3 separate regions of the Rattus norvegicus genome follow, and all the other regions are linked to region 1. A link is a contact called in public Hi-C data. All regions are on one chromosome and are shown on one strand. The core of a region is the stretch at or near the end of the contact, and the rest is flanking DNA. Distances in the headings are between cores, read along the strand shown.

The links. A called contact is a pair of places that touch in the nucleus more often than the background predicts.
Region 2: a Hi-C map of the A7r5 cell line shows a contact between it and region 1, with 5 times the contacts expected there. The contact joins the enhancer-like site here to the promoter of Atxn1 in region 1. A contact is called at or near these places in 4 of 12 Hi-C or Micro-C datasets (the A7r5 cell line, liver, mammary epithelial cells and 1 more).
Region 3: a contact with region 1 is called in a Hi-C map of frontal cortex, with 2.6 times the contacts expected there. The contact joins the enhancer-like site here to the promoter of Atxn1 in region 1. A contact is called at or near these places in 6 of 12 Hi-C or Micro-C datasets (the A7r5 cell line, Schwann cells, frontal cortex and 3 more) and 1 of 1 datasets of contacts at active chromatin or transcription factors (oligodendrocytes).

The regions. Positions count from the first base shown.
Region 1 is chr17:18,942,146-18,945,861 of GRCr8, reverse strand. It overlaps Atxn1 (ataxin 1), which reads right to left and starts at 2,093. Exons shown (of 9, transcript NM_012726.3): 1 at 1,901-2,093.
Region 2 is chr17:19,324,950-19,328,665 of GRCr8, reverse strand. All of the region lies in intron 7 of Atxn1 (ataxin 1), which reads right to left. Among named protein-coding and RNA genes, the nearest start is that of Gmpr, 69 kb to the left of the region's middle. Within about 2 kb of position 1,720, at least 8 of the 93 cell types and tissues checked have an H3K27ac peak or open chromatin away from gene starts, as enhancers often do. A contact at or near this core is called in the A7r5 cell line and liver, where this site is marked.
Region 3 is chr17:18,643,873-18,647,588 of GRCr8, reverse strand. No RefSeq gene overlaps it. Among named protein-coding and RNA genes, the nearest start is that of Stmnd1, 19 kb to the right of the region's middle. Within about 2 kb of position 1,593, at least 2 of the 93 cell types and tissues checked have an H3K27ac peak or open chromatin away from gene starts, as enhancers often do.

The sequences.
Region 1 (3,716 bases), core at 844-3,343:
TTCTTGTTAGCCACATAGCGCATTATATAACCAGCTTCCGACTGGCTCTTTTTTTTTCCGCCCTTACTACTCTTCAACAATTTCCCAACCTTCCCAAGTATTTATATTACCCTCTTATCTGTAGGATTATACAGCAAGAAAGCAAAAACAAAACAGGACAGCCACGGGATCGAACTAAACCCTTTCGTCTTAGAACCCTGATTCTCCCACCCCGCCCCCCACCCCCACCCGGCGCCCCTGGTAGAGTCTAGACCAGCACCCTACTTCCACCCCCCACCACTAAGGTCCTTGCTCAATCTCTCTAGAAAACCTGAATTGTTTCACCGCTTGCAGTCAGCTCTCTACGTGGTCTGAAATAAAATGAAAGCTCACAAGCCACAGAGTTGAAGGAGGTGGCTAAAGAGAGGTCGAAGGGCTGCAGAGTCAGCTAAGGGACCACTGTGGACCCCACTCCCCATCGCGATGGTCCTGGCCCCCCGCCCGGCGCGCGAACACACGCGCACGCACACACACACACACACACACACACACACACACACACACACACACACACACACACGCACCTACACACTCACACGCACTTACTCCCTGCTCTCCGACCCCGCCTCACCTCTCGCTCCGCCCGTCCGGCCCCTTCCCTACCCCCTGCGGGACTGGCCTGCGCGCTCGGCTGCAACCACGTAGGAGGCGGCGGCGGCGGCGGCAGCCCGGGCAGTGGCGGCGTCTCGGGCCCCGAGTGAACGAGCCGCGGGGCTCCGGGGCACATCCCAATCCCCGCAGCGCCTCCTCCGCCGCCGCCTCCTCCTTCCCCTCCTCCCGTCTTCATTCACCCTCCCTGCCGCCGCGCAGGAGAGCAGTCCCGGCGCAGGGCAGCGCCCGCAGCTCCTCCGCTACTGCCGCGGGCGCCGGCAGGGACGCCGGGCCGAGCTGGGGCGCTCGCGGGCTCCCGGCTCCCGGCTCCCGGCTCCAGCTCCGGTGGCGGCGGCTGCCGCTGCTGCTGCTGCTGCTTTGGATCAGGAAGCGGCCGCACCAACAGGGCGGCGGTGGCGGCTGCAGCTAGGGCCGGTCCCTGTCGCCTCTCCCACTGCGCTGCGATGGCCCGCGTGCCCTTGCCCCCTGAGCCGCCACCTCTCCGCGCCCCCGAGCCTCCTGCAAGTCCCCTCTAGGTCCCCTCCTGGCCCCGAGACGCTGGCCTGGGCGGGGAGACCCCAAGCTCGGGGTTGCCTCTCTCAAGCTAGGCGACCCCGGGCGGGGAAGCCCAGCCCTCCCTCGAGCCCCCGCAGCGCTCGCCGCCCCCACTCGGGAGGGGGGCTGTTGAGGAGTGAAGAGGGCAGCGCGACCCTCCGCGGCTGCCGCCTCCCCCTACGCCACACGGAAGGAGGAGGACGGGGCTCTATGCGCTCGCCGCCGCCGGACCAGCAGCAGCCGGAGCGGGGCGCCGCCGTTCTCCCCACCCGCGCCCCCCGCCCGGGCGCGCCCCCTCTCCTGGCGGCCGCCCACCCAGCCCCTAGCTGCTCCCCTTGCTAGCCGCTCCTGCTCCCAGTGGGGGTCCCGAGCCGGGAGGCAGGAGCCGGGCACTGGTGTATGTACACAGTCACACATACACTCGCGCGCGCCTGCACACACACCACACACACACACACACACACACACACACACACACACACACACACACACACACACACACACCACGACGCGTCGGTTTCCTTCGCTCCTCTTCCAGCTGTTTTCCGTGCAGCCCATTGAGACTGGGGGAGGGGGGTTTTATGCTGGATGTTTCTTTGGCCCCCTCTCCGGAGAGAGCGGATTGGGGTGCGGGAGGAGGTGATTTTAATCTAAATCGGGGGGAGGGGGAGGGGGGAGAGAAAGAATCAGAGGAGGAAAAAAAATAGCCACTTACTGTAAAGTGTAAATGGATCTGGGGTTGCGTGGGGAAGGGGGAACAGAGGGAGAGACACAGTGTCCTGCGGCTGTTGTAGCTCTAGCTGCGGCTCCACGGGGCTTGTTTTGGATCCCCCTGCAGTGAAACAGGTCCTGTACGGCTCCTCCACTGTAGTAGAAATGATGTCTGCGGTATACTCTGCTCTCTCCTCCTCCTCCTCCTCCCCCCTCCCCTCCCTCCTCCCTCCGCCCGCCCTCCCTCCCTCGCGCTCTCTCTCGCGCTCGCTCGCTCGCTCCAGTATGTAAATGTGTAATAGAAGCCAAATATGGAGCAGTTGGCTGCCGCCGCCGCAGCTCAAGGATCCGACTTCATGGGGGGGGGGGGGGGGAGAGGCACCCTCTGGCAGGCGGCCCGGCGAGCCGCACAGAGCACGGCGAGCGCACGGCGCGGCTGCCGGCCCGCGCCCTTAACCCTTCTATGCACCCGGGCTGGGGCAGCGCTCGCTCCAGGGGAGGCCGGGTGTCTCTCCGCAACTGCGACTCCAGATCCCGGACACCGACCGGAGGGAACTGTGCCTTCCAGGTTTGAGAAAGGGGCGGGGAAGTTGGGGCGATGAGGTCATTGGAGTGGTGACCGATCGGTGCTCGCGCGCCTCCCCGGCTCCCTGCAACCTAGTTGGAGGGGGACAGGGTGAGTGCAGGGTGCAACTCAGGCAACCTGGGAGACTCAGAGCAACGGGTGTCAGGCTTTGACTCCCACCTGGTAAAATACCCAAGGGGGCGGGGAAGTCGGCTGATTCTAATTACGAAGCACCCAGGGTGCCCCTGGTGAGCATCTAAGAGGACTCTTTGTATCCCCGCGGTTAACTAGCCAGCCCGCCAGTCCTGAGCCACCCGATGCTAGGCCGGTGCCTTCTGCCTTGGCTTGCAACTCCGGAAAGTTCTCAGGCTTCCCCAGCTTGCACCGGCACCCTCACCTTTCCTGCCTGGACAAGCTGGCGACCTCCTGGGCCTCCTTTCAAATTCTGCTGGTCTAGAAATCTGCTATGAGCATCGAACGTCTCAGCTCTAGCCCTGGTAACCGAACTGCTGCTCACTCCTCACAGCTAACTGTGGACCATTCATCTCATCTCAAGTGAGGTAACCCGTGCACTGAGCAGTGGATGGTGGTTCTCGGGAATCCAAGGCGAAAGAACTTCCCACCTTGGCCCGGTGGCTAAACGCAGACGCGGAGTCCCCACCCGCCCCCTCCGGCTACACCTCAGCCGGGTGTGAGCTCCGTGGGAAGGAATCTTCTCCGGAGGAGTGCACCTTGCCAACAGGTGTGGCATCCGAAGGAAGAGCCCGCACCTCCCCAGGAGGGTCGCTCGGTGTGGCGATCTCTTTGCTGCAGATAATTCTTGAAGACCAGTAGGTGTCAGGCCAGCATCTGACCTCTTTCAGGTGCTTAAAACTAAGAGTCTGGAAACTTGATCCCTTGGTCTCGCTGGAAGCCACTACTATTGACTGTAGCTGGATTTGAGAGACCTTTTGGCTCAGTTTACGTAGGACCTAACAGTTAGTCACTATCTGAAGCAGCGTACAGAGTCACCGAGAGAAACGTGTGAGCTTTTAAACTACTGTATTGTGGAGCCCGCACTTCAGAAGTTAAAAAAGAAATGCCGTGTGTGTGTGTGTGTGTGTGTGTGTGTGTGTGTGTGTGTGTGTGTGTGTGTGTGTGTAGGATACAAATCTATTCTCAGGTTTTGAAACACCGTGCACACATCCACGGTTGTTTAAATAGAACTACAACTGTTCTCTTCCCCCTCCCCGCCCCCACCGCCCCTCTCCCCCGT
Region 2 (3,716 bases), core at 471-2,970, 380 kb before region 1:
TGTAGGCCTGTCCCACTGTTTGACATTGTGACATAGAATTTTTAACCTAGAAAGTTCACACTTCAGAAAGTTCACACTTCGGAACTGCTGGGATTTTTTTCCCCCACAATATTTCCTCCTCAAAATAAATCTGATGTTTTAAGAACTTTTTAATTTTGTATTGGTCACATTCAAAGGTGTAAGGGTCACCCGTGGTCTGCAGGCTGGGTATGCCTTTAGGACTCATGATGCTTTTGCTCAAGTTTGGTTCCATTTTTTCCCCTACTATCCTGTCTGAGAAGTGACAAGATCCTTCTGTGCTGGTGATGTGAGGATGGGTGGCCGCCGGTTTTAAGGTCTGTAAATAGCAACTGGCTGCTTGGAATGGAAGGTGCTTCTAGAATTCGACACACACGGCCTTAAAAAAACACATTTCAAGGGTGAGGAATACGTGATGACGCTGTCTCTACACACACGATCCTGACATTCTCAGTGTGAGTGAGCTGGACTCCCCCCCCCCTCACCCGGCTTGCACAAACAAGAGGAAGGAATGGAGAAGGCTCATCAAAATTAGGCCGGCTTCACCACTGCAAACCTGCAAATCCCAAGCACCAAATGTTCCCCAAATCCCCAAGTCTGTGTGCAGCCCCAGGACACAAGTGAACAATTCCACACCTGGCCTCACATGGTGGATTTGAGTCACAAGGTAGGTTCACTAAAAATCTTACATAAAACAAAGGTGATTTTCTCCATCGGTAAAGCTCAAATACACGTTTGGGTCCCATTCTTAAGATCTCGTCTTACGTGCAAAAATATTTAAAACTGAGAAGGTAGTAAATGAAGAACACTTCTTGTCCTAAATTCTTTGGATAAGTGATACTTAACCACGCTAAGAGATGGGACCCTTGGTTAATGACAGAGGACACGGTGAGACTTCTTGGGGTCCTCACCTCAAGCCTTCCCATTTGACTCTATCACCAGAAGAAATTCTGGATGCTATAGACAGAGGTCCTTCAGTTTGGTTAACACAACATCCTTGGAGTATGCAGGAATGAGGCAACTGTCATAATGAGACAGCCTCGGGGTTGACTGACTGGGCTTGCCTCAGAGGAAGTGGGTCTGTATTCGCCACTTCACGTCTCGTCTCTTCAGTGGGCCTTCGATGCTGTGTCAGCACAGGACCTAGGACAGGGCTTCCCACACTCTCTTCGGCTCTGCACTGCTCACCATTTCATTAGTGTTTTGGTTATCATCTTTAGAGGTAGCAGAAGGCTGGAGGGGATATTTAGTGTGTTGTGATTAATATGCAAATATATCCTCAGGCTGGAAGTGATGGCATAGAACAAGAAAATTAAGATTAATGAGAATAAAAATAAATGCCCGGCCTTGGTTTTAATAGCTCAATTAGATTAGTTTGGAGAGCTCTGGCTTACAAATGGTTTAAACGAAGAAGTCTAGGACTTTTTTTTTTTTTTTTTTTTTTTGAGACAGGATCTCAGGTAGCCTAGGTTGGCTCACAGATATGCAATGTAGCTGAGGATGACCTTGGATTTCTGATTCTCCTGCCTCTGCCTTCTGGGTGTTGGGATTACAGATGTGTGATGAGTCCAGGGGCATGAGTCTGGACCAGGATGGAGGGGACGAGGCAAACATCTGGCTTGAGACATCTGTAGAAGCTGCTCTCACAGGGAGAATGCGGCTGCAGCTCGTTGTGGCCAGTGTCCTTTGGCTGCCTGCCCACTCTGGAATTCCTGGAAAGGCTTAAGACAGGAAAATGACCATCTGGATCCAAACAGGTCCCAAGAGGTTGGGTCAGAGTTTTTTTGAGAAAAGCTGGAAATGCCTTTCTGTCAGGACTTTTCCTGGTTTCAGTGTGGAAGCAAAAACGATCGAGCTTTCCAGTGTCCCTTGTGCCAGCTTCCCAAGTGCCCACGTGATCCACCACTTAGGCTGGACGGCTGGGAAGGGTCACGGGAACCTTCAGGGATCTTGATCTGGTCTAATGCAAACTGCTTTAAGGACAGGGGAAGGTGGCCTTCCATGTGGCCACAGCCCCAAGACTGCTAGGGCAAGGAGTCTACTCATCAGGGCAGCATTGTCAGAAAGGGGAGGAAGTAATTCTGCTGTGTTCAGCTCTTCGCCATGTCCTGTAACCCAGCTTCCTGTAGCGCTCATGAAACATTTCTCCATAAAATATCAATACAAAATGTTAACGCTATTGTTAAATAATGATAGGGAGGTGACACTGATGTGATCTTTCTCTCCCTGTCTGTCTGCAGGCACACACACACACACACACACACACACACACACACACACACACACACACACACCCTTTTCTCCCCATAACAGGTTCTCCTGCTGTTCCGGCTGACCTGGTTCTCCTTATTCCCCTGAATGCTGAGACTGCCGATGTGTCCCATCCTGTGTGGCTGCAACCGATGAGGAAGGACCCAAAGCTTCGGTGTAATGACAAGGATATGGTCAACCACGGTGTAAGGTCAAGGAAAGGGCAGGTTCCAATCCAAGCTTTCACTTCTACCTGACTACATCATCTTCTAAAATTCCCTTTCCTCCTTAATGCAATTTTTATTTTATTTGAATAATGCATACGCCCTGTTTAGGGAGATAATTACTTACCCGATGTGTAATTTTATCAGTAATGTCTCTGCTGATCAAAAGGGGAGACACTGACTTGCACAGAGCTTGGTATAATGTCCAATAGCTCAATCAATGCTAACCGTGATCCGTAGGATTCTGCAGCTATCCCTTCACTGCTGCCCAGCAATCAGCTCCTGGTCCTGTGATGACATCAACCTTCCCCTTTCAAACCACCCCTCCTGTCAAACAGCTGGGCTTTTCTTTCTCTCACATCTGCATGGCTATTTGAAAGTTCATCGTCTTTCTTTGCTTAAGAGACAGGGCCATATTCATAACCATTCCTAAGACAGGATTCCATTCACATCAAAAGGATCCGAGAGTGATTCCACACAGAGAGAACGCTCAGAAGGGCTGGATGTGAAACTCAAGCGTGGCATTTCTTGGCAAGGGTTAAGCTCGGTTCCTGGTCTTACTGTCTGTACTTCTATACTTTTTGGATGAGTAATTCCCAAAAGGCATTGTGGGGAGATGGAGAATCTCCTTCCCCCACAGGGAGGACTGCCAGCAGACACACACACACACACACACACACACACACACACACACACACACACACACACTTGCCGCTTCTCTGCACAGCAGTGAGCTAAGTGCTCTGACAGCTACATCCTGTATCCTGCGCCATGGGCCACCAGGGGGCCGGACTTCCTGAAGTTAGGATGGACCAAGACTTCTCAGAGTTGAGGATGTGAAATTTCCTATCTAACTAGAAGAATTTATTTTTTTAAAAAGGAACTAAAGCACTCTGGGAAGGATTTAAGGTATTCTTTGCCCTTGATGCGAAACTTCCAGAAAATTCTCAAGTTCATTTGCCAACTCTCAGTCAAGGTTGCTCATACACTGGTTTCCCTTCTGTGTGCTTTTCCAGTCCGTGGGTAGTATGGTTTGGGTGTAACCTGAAAGTTCACATTTTAGAAATGCAACCCCTAAAGCAACACTGTTGGGTGATAGGTTAGGGTCAGTGGGGAGGGCTCTGCCCTAAGAAATGACTACTGTCATTATTTCAGGGATGGGTCAGTCATGGCAGGTATGGGTCAGTCGTGGCAGGTATGGGTCAGTCATGGCAGGTATGGGTC
Region 3 (3,716 bases), core at 344-2,843, 300 kb after region 1:
AAACCCATCAAGTCAAATGACCATAGACAAAAATCCTTCAACCTTTTGGTTGTATATAACCAGCATTCAATAGCAGCTGTGGAAATCCAATATAACATCTACGGATCACTTCCTCATGTGCCATTTCCTTTTCAAACCCTAAGCTGAATTCTACATCCTCTGGATTAACTGGTAATGCTTTTGAGTCACCGAGGGGCTCTTCATTGTACTGTGTAAGTTCTCCGGACACAAGTGACTCCATCTGAAAAGATCTTCCCTCTGTTTCCACAGGTCCCCACTCTCTGCAAGTGCTGCTTCTCAGTCTGGTCCTTAGCTGGTCCTCCTGGGTTCTTCGTACACTTGCTGTACTGTCCCTAGAGGCAATCTCATCTATTTCTGGGGCTTTTCACGGGTGACTCCCAGAACTGAGTCTCTGCCTTACATCATCCCCCTTAGCTCCTTACTCCCCCACTTGAATCTCTCCTGGCATCCGAAATGATCATGCGTAAAACTGAGCCCTGGCTCCTCTTCTGTTCATCATCCTCCCTTCCCTGGTTCAGTAAATGTGACCTCCTTCCACCACATCCCATGCTAGATGCTAAATGGTCACCTTTGACACCCAGCTCCTGCCTCACCTGCTTTGCTCACTGTGTGTCTGGGATCTGTTTTGTCCTCTCTCTCTTCCCTGTGAAGCACTTGTCACGCGTCTCCAGGTGACGAGACTCTCTCCCTGTCTCCTCTCCATTCCTCCTGCTTTGACTCCAGCTCCCTTCCAAACATTTCCCCAAAACAGAAGCCAGGCTGACCTTACAGAAACATTAATGGATCGATCGACATTTAATTTTCTGAATAAAATAGATCTCAGACTCTTAACATTATCTGGAGAGTATCCTGCCATTAAAGGACATCACATCTCTCTAGTCAGTCCAGCTTTCCTTGGGGTCAACCTAGAGCACTGTTCCCTGAGTTGGTTCTTCATTTGTCTCTCAGATATCAGTTTCTGACCATCCCTCCCCCATAGGAGACCATCTTGCAGACACTTATTCTCTTCATATCATGTGTGGAATTTGCGAGTAGAGGGTTGATAATTAATCCATTGTGGTAGCCTGGGCCAGGGACTACACTTGTGTCATACTGCTATCTCTGCAGAACACAGTGCCTAAGCCTACATTAGGAACTTAAGAAGCCTATATTACATGTAGCAGACTCATGCAGGAGCTGAAGGACAGACAGAGCTCTTAGATAGGACTCCAAACGTCCGACTCCAGTCGTGTTTCTTTGAGAAGGACGCTGGGAGGATCACCTTGTGACTGGTCTCACGTTTATTGATAAACTTTGCCTCTTAGGCATCTCCACCTGCAGCCTAGTCGTTTCTCCCTTTCTCCAGAAGATTCCCCTGTGAAAGGGAAACAGGAAAAAGGGAGTAAACGCTCCCTGCTCAGAAGTCTGCCCCGCTGTATGGGCTGCTTCCCCTGATTATTACTGTTACTTTGAGAGGAGACATAATTAGTGGATTAGTACTTAATTGTAACGTAGACAGTAGCACCAGATCATCCACCTAAGTTTATTCGGTGCCTTGGACGCCGTAGAAGCAAGAGTAGCACTTAGTATTGATGTGGTGATATCGCCCCCCAGTGGCCATTAGTGACTTAGTCCTCTGCATCAGCATCTCAAAGCTGCTGTTCATAAAGAAGGCTTGCAGCTTCCATGACAGGCTGGGAGAGAGTCACCACTTTCACTTCTCTCAGAGTAAAGCCAGGAAGTGAGTCTCTCTAGGAGCATTGACCTAGCCAGCACCCTTTCCTTGAAGGAGACCTGAAGACATTGTTGTCCCTTCTCTGGCACTCTCTCAATAAACAACTGGCATAGCTGAGAAGCCTTTTGGTCTTTAAAAGGAACACGACAGGAGCTTGTAGATCCATGCTTAGATGTTTGGACAGGAAAAATTATCTACAAGGTCACAGAACTCCTGCCAAGTATGCGACATGAAATCACAGGCAACCATTGCTGCATATCCTTAGGAAGTGCCATTGTTCAAGTGGCTTCAGGCTTCTATGACAAGTCTCTCTAAGTAGCCCAGGATGGCTTAGAACTCATTATGTGCCCCCAGGCTAGCTCAAACTCACATCTATTTGTAGGATGATGTCATTATGCAGGTGAAGGCAGGTACAAGATAGAACGAGGCCTGTTACTGGACGAGAAGGAAGGATGGGCGGGAGAAAAGTTTTAGAAAGGGGAGGAGACTGAAACAAGAGAAAGGAGAGGCAGCTGAGAGAACATGGAGGCTGATGTTAAGATTCCTCTCTGCACATTTACAGGTTGTTATGAATATTCTTAAGGGATGGATGTGTACAGGGCTTCGTATGTCTAGATGAGCAAATTATATCTTATCAATTGGATCAGAGGTTATTGTGTTGTGTGTTCTTTTTTTTTTTTTTTTTTTTTTTGGTTCTTTTTTTTTCGGGGCTGGGGACCGAACCCAGGGCCTTGTGCTTCCTAGGTAAGTGCTCTACCACTGAGCTAAATCCCCAGCCCCGGTGTTGTGTGTTCTTTCATGTGGCAATTCAAATTCAAGAGAGCGTGTGGTGGCTAGACACGCTAGCCCACCATGAAATTGGGATGTGTATGTCTGGCATGGTGGCAGCCTGCCTTGGGAACTGGATGGGTAGAGAGATTGCTGACAGGCTCAGAGAGTAGCCACCGGTAGTGTGATATGGGATGGAGCAGAGCGGGTGAGAGGCTTTGCTGACTGAGATGAAGATGTCTACCAGATGTCATGGGGCTCCTCCGTGCCGGATCTAGTGCGGGATAAAAGACGGTATTTTTTATAATTTTACAGTAACACCTATTCTCCTGCCTCAGCCTCCAAGAGAGAAGACTACAAGTATGAGCTAGCTACCACACATAACTAACCTGTCAGTTACTTGGAAGAGTGTTTTGAGGGGCATTATTTTTGTTTGTTAAGGGGGTTGGTTTTTAAATCTTTGGAAACTGATCCAAAGACATTGCCAGGTCTTTTTCTTTACTTCAAGCATGTTTCTATCTCTCCCCTCCTCATCTTGTGCTGTGACTTCATGCTGTACACTGTATTTTCCAGTTATATATTTTTGGGGTGCGTGAAACTGTCTATGTGTTCATGATACTGGCCCTTTGGGGTTTTGATTCTTTTTCCTTCGTAGGTTTTATTTGGGATAATTTCATTGCTACTTCTTCTGGGTCTCTCTCATCTTTTCTTCAGTAATGTCTAATAGGTTGTTGATTCCATTCAATGTACTTTTTAATCTCATGCATGAAAGTTTCAAATGGAAAAGTTCATTTGGACTTGGCAGTGGTGGCACATGCCTTTGACCCCAGAACTTGAGAGACAGAGCCTGGCGGATCTCGGTGACTTTGAGGCCAGCCTGGTCTACACAGTGAGTTCCAGAACAGCCAAGGCTGTACAGACAACAAACAACAACAACAAAAACAACAAACAACAAAACAAAAGCAAACAAACAAATGAAGAAAAGAAAAAAAGCCCATTCGGATCTTTTTAATGTTTCTCACAGTGGTATTCATTCTCCTTGATTCTATGAGTCTATGGGTGTATGTGATACAATAATAAAATGTGTCCTAGTGACATTTAACTGTCATTTAGACACAGCCTAGAGTCACCTGAGAAGGAGGTCTTGATTATGAGTTAGCCAGATCTGATTGGCTTGTAGACAATGACTGGGTCAAGGAGATTGATCAGTTAT